2 separate regions of the Mus musculus genome follow, and region 2 is linked to region 1. A link is a contact called in public targeted proximity ligation data. All regions are on one chromosome and are shown on one strand. The core of a region is the stretch at or near the end of the contact, and the rest is flanking DNA. Distances in the headings are between cores, read along the strand shown. Region 1 overlaps Pip5k1b (phosphatidylinositol-4-phosphate 5-kinase, type 1 beta). Region 2 has its middle 58 kb from the start of Tmem252.

Region 1 (2,531 bases), core at 13-2,512:
TGGCGGCAGGTAGATTCTCAGGTGTAACGCTTCGCTATTAATCCACTTATAGCAAGCAAAGATCTGAGAGAGGAAGCCCTGGGTCTGCTTCAAAAGTTCCCCAGGGGCAATCCAGGTCTCCCAAGTGAACACCTGCCTTTCTGCTGAGTACAGCCCATCCTCTGTTGGTCCTGTACCAGTGACTTTTATGATACTAGAAAGGGGAAGTGAGCCTGCTACTCCTCTTTGGTGAAATGATGCTCTTTGAGATATCCAGCACATCATAAAAGAGAGGGCTGGGTAAGGTGGCAGTACCTGGAATTCCTGTAAGCTGAGACCAATCTACTCTACATATTGAGTTCCAGGCCAGCCAGAGGTACATAGTGTGGACATGGAGGGAGAGACAGAGAGAGACACAGAGAGAGAGACAGAGAGAGACAGAGAGACAGAGACATAGACAGAGAGAGAGGAGGAGGAGGAGAAGGGAAGAAAAAAGAATTTGTCTCTCTGTGGAGACCTGAAAATTTAGATTTTTGTCACTTGTGAATCTTCTTCCTTCCTTCCTTCCTTCCTTCCTTCCTTCCTTCCTTCCTTCCTTCCTTCTTTCTTTCTTCCTTCCTTCCTTTCTTTCTTCCTTTCCTTTCCTTTCCTTTCCTTTTCTTTTCTTTTCCTTTTTTTCTGTCCAACTTCATCGTGTAAGTATTCTCAGTCACCCCCAGACACAATGTAGGTTCCATTTAAGGGAAATGGGGTTTGCCTGAGGTCTTGTCACCTTGTTCCTTGAGGGAAGAGGTACTGCTCCCACCTCCACCCGGTGACGTCTCCTCATCCAGGAAGGACAGAAGCCTCCTTGTGGAGCAGCAACCCTTGCTCACAGAGAACCTAAATGGCCTGGTAACCTAACTCCCCTGAGGTATGTGTTTACAGTATGACCTCGTCATTTCTTGTGGGTGTGGTCTGGGCCTGGAATATAAAGAGCATTTGGTTAATCAGTTGACAAATATTTATTTAGCTTGGCTTAGTGCTGTGCCTTAAAGGTAAAACAGAAGCCAAAGAAAGCAAGAATCATCGCCCTAAATAATGTTGTCATTGTTTTGATAAAAGGTAGGCCAGAAAAAATAAGGTTAATGAAATAACAAGCCATTTTAATAATTACGGAGATGTGAAAAGAATAAGGGGGCGTGGGCGCTGCTGTTGAGGCATTGCTTCCAGGGAACTCCTCTAAGGAGCTGACGTGGGGCCTGCGGTTACAGGTGTGAGAACAAAGCAGCTGAGAGGAATGGAAAGAGGACACTGGTCAGAGAGGATGGCTTTTGCCAAGCCTTGCAGGCAGGAAGCAGCCAGGTAGATTCCAGGAACTGAGGTGAAGCTGGTGTGGTGGAAACTTCTGAACAAGCAAAAATGAACGGGTGAGCAGTTCCCAGCTGGAGCCAGTTTTGTCTGCACGGGGTCAGCAGACAAAGTTGTGACAACGAGGGAGAGGGCTGCCACTAGCATTTGATGACAGTGTTTCTCTGACACCTCCGGAAGTACACACTCCGGAACAGCACTTCAGCACATTGGCCCAGAATGCCAACAGAGCTACATTAAGAGATAGTTAGTGGCCTAGACTAAAATAGTAGACTGAGAGGGTGGGGCGGGTCCTGACTTGGGTGTGAGCCGAGGAAATGATAGGAAAAATTGATAATCCCACAGAGTTCTTAATGGGTAGAGATGGAGAAGGCTGTCTAGGGACAGTGACATCTTTTAAACATGGGCATGTTGGTTGGGTAACGCCAATGAGGGCTTGAAGAGAAGAACCAAGTAAGAAGTTAAAACTGTGGATTGGGGGCCGGGCAGTGGTGGCGCATGACTTGGGAAGCAGAGGCAGTCAGATTTCTGAGTTCGAGGCCAGCCTGATCTACAAAGTGAGTCCCAGGACAGCCAGTATGGATTGGAAGCCCATGGGACAAGTATCAAGTTCAGCTTCAATTCATCAATTTGAAGGTCTACAGGATAAAGAGAGGCTTGGTGGCAAGAATGTTTTTGTTCTGATATTGCTTCTAAGAACTCCCTCTACAGACGTATATAGACTAAGCATCCTTAAGTGCTTCAAAATCCAAAACTTTAAAAAATATTTTTATTAGTTTATGTAAGAATTTACATACATGCATATAGTGTAATTTTTTTTATAATGTTTACCCCCAAGTCCAAACTTTCAGTATCTACATACTGGGAAAACAGTGTCATGACCACAGGAAACTGCCACACCTGACCCTCCTAACAGGCTACAGTCTAAGCATACGCACACTAAGCATGCTGTGTAAAAGCACATTCATCAAACGAGTTTCATGTTTCAACTTTGGTCTCACACCCGTAGTCTCCTATCATGTAGATGCAAGTAAATATCCTACCAGAAAAAAAAAAAAAACAGAACTCAAAATGTGAGACATTTCTGGTTCTAAGCATTTTTGAGTAAGTGACATTTTATTTATATTTCTTAATAAATAAATAAATAAATAAACCCACAAATCTGACCAGTGCATGCCTTACAATCTTCTGCTGGCTCTTGT
Region 2 (2,531 bases), core at 18-2,517, 190 kb before region 1:
GTGTAGATGGGAATCTCCTTGTCCCTGAGGATCTCTTTCTTGGGGACAACCAGATCTTGGGGTACAGAATTTAGCATCTGAATGTATAGCAGCCCCAGACCAAACCCACTACTTAGAGGCACTCCTGTCTTCTGGCCGTGTCACAGTGCACAGCCTCCTATGAACACGCCAGCTGCTCCTGTTGTTAGAGGCAGGAGCCACATAGATATTCCTGTGTGCTCAGAATTCTGAGGCAGGTCAATCTCTGAGTTTGAGATCAGCTTGGTCTTCATAGGGAGTTCCACGCTAGTCAGAACTAGATAGTAAGACTCTGCCTCAATTTTTTTTTTCCTTTGCCCTAAATGATTGAACAAAAGAGAGAAGTCACATACACGGGTAACATGTGAGGGCCTGCACCCTGGACAGCCTAGGGTACGTCCACTCCTTGTGCACAACAAGAAATCACTACCCCATGCCAGCCCTTCAGTTCCCCACACTTTCCTCCCTGCTAAATGTTTCTATTTCTTTCTTCTGTGTCTTAGTTGGCAGGAGGCCAAGGAGACATATATTAACAATAAAAAGGGAAGCCAGGGCTATCCAACCAATACATGATCCGAGGAGTGTCTAAACACTGAAGGCCTAGCTATTGTCTCCTTCTTAAGGTCAGATATTGCAATGTTATCTTTTCTAGTCTCTAAATCCCATCTTGATGAAATGTCAAAATAGGAAACAGGCTAGGCCTCTGACACCTGCTCCTGACACCCCGCCGCTCTCCACTGAAGCAGAGTGATGCCCCAGCTTAAAGAGAAGTCCAACCAAACGCAACAGTGGCACCCAGCCGAGTGTTCAGTGGTCACAAACCATGGGCACCTGTAGCGCCTGGCCCAGCATTTGAGGGTGCTCTACTGAAGGACTTCTTCAGGAACAGGCAAAAGCAGGCCAGCAGGCTATCCACTGGGCTCTTGTCAGAACTCAGGTGTGTTCTCACAACATTTGGCAAACCTGGCTGACTCATCAGTGATCAGCCAGGGCAAGGATGACAAGGGCGTCATGTGATGTCCCAACTGGGAAAAGCCTGTGTCATGCCTTGAAGATTCTAGTTCGCTATTTATAGTGAGGGTGACTGTGTCTGCTCACTCATTCACCACATCCTTTGTCCTTGTGTACTTATTAATAATGTCCCCTCTTAAATGTGCCCCCCCATTGGGATGACACAGAGCATCGTCATCCCTAGTAGTTCCATTTCTCATTGCTGTCCCAGAAGACCTTACAGAAGCAGTTGTTCTGTAAGGGAGGAGAGGTTGATTTTGACTGACAGTTTAAAGGGGGCGGGACAGTCAGTCGTGGCTGGATCTGTGGCAGTATCTTGTGGCTGGGCTTCTTTGTATCTTAGCAGATCAGGAAGCAGAAAGGGTGGGCCGGAAGCAGAGAGCTTGGGACAGAAGCACGGCTGGCCTTCAACCCTAAAGACCCATCATCCCTCCTGGTTATGTCAACCATCTCTGTCCTATGTCCCAAAGGTCCACAATTCCTGTACTGGCTGGTTTTGTGTGTCAACTTGGCACAAGCTGGAGTTACCACAGAGAAAGGAGCCTCTGTTGAGGAAATGCCTCCATGAGATCCAGCTGTAAGGCATTTTCTTAATTAGTGACCAAGAGGGGAGGGCTCATTGAGAGTGGTGCCATCCTTGGGCTGGTCGTCCTGGGTTCAATAAGAAGGCAAGCTGAGCAAGCCAGTGGAAGCAATCCAGTACACAGCATCCCTCCATTGCCTCCAAGTTCCTACCCTGTGTGAGGTCTAGTCCCGACTTCTTTTGGTGATGAACAGCAATGTGGAAGTATAAGCTGAATAAACCCTTTCCTCCCCAACTTGCTTCTTGGTCATGATGTTTTGTGCCAGAATAGAAACCCTGACTAAGACACCTCCTAAAATGGCAGTGGACTGAGGATTTTAAACACCTTAGAGCCTGTGATGGACTTTCAACCATTCAAATCATAACATTATAAATCCATTAGCACCATCTTCACACAGATGTGTTCTTTATATCCAAAAAGGAATTTACCCTAGCTTCAGCAAAATCTAAAGCACTTCCAACCATTTCAGAACCAAAAGATGAGGCAGCTGCTAAAGTAGATTTTTTTTTCTCTCTGAAATCACCTAGCCATCTTTAAGGCGATCCCTAACATCTCGCTGGGAAGCCTTGAATTCCATTCCTTGAGCTGATTCCAACTGTTCCGTGAGGTTAAGAGCATAGCCATAGCATATTTTCTCTTCTCCATCCTATCAGTCTGCTTCTCCTAAAACTCCCTCCCCACCTCTCTCACTCAGGAAACTTTATTCTCCAGTCACTAGGAGAACTGAGGCTAAGGGTAAGAGCTTTGCGGTGCATTGGCAATAATCAAAACTAGAGTGAAGTGATCAGAAACATCCACTCTGCCACTTACCAGACTTGGAAATATTTCTCTACTCTATGCCCCAGTTGATGGTACTATTGATGATAGTCTTTCCCAGGGAGGCTAACAGCAGGTTTAAATGAGTTGGGAGGTAGCATC

Evidence for each region.
Region 2: a targeted proximity ligation map of pancreatic cancer cells shows a contact between it and region 1. A contact is called at or near these places in 4 of 39 promoter capture datasets (fetal liver, hematopoietic stem and progenitor cells, neutrophils and 1 more), 1 of 484 Hi-C or Micro-C datasets (nephron progenitors), 1 of 130 datasets of targeted methods (pancreatic cancer cells) and 1 of 9 other capture datasets (embryonic stem cells).

Annotation. Positions count from the first base shown.
Region 1 is chr19:24,425,817-24,428,347 of GRCm38.p6, reverse strand. All of the region lies in intron 3 of Pip5k1b (phosphatidylinositol-4-phosphate 5-kinase, type 1 beta), which reads left to right. The region is part of intron 3 of Pip5k1bos (phosphatidylinositol-4-phosphate 5-kinase, type 1 beta, opposite strand); the gene reads right to left. Among named protein-coding and RNA genes, the nearest start is that of Pip5k1bos, 11 kb to the right of the region's middle.
Region 2 is chr19:24,614,582-24,617,112 of GRCm38.p6, reverse strand. No RefSeq gene overlaps it. Among named protein-coding and RNA genes, the nearest start is that of Tmem252, 58 kb to the left of the region's middle.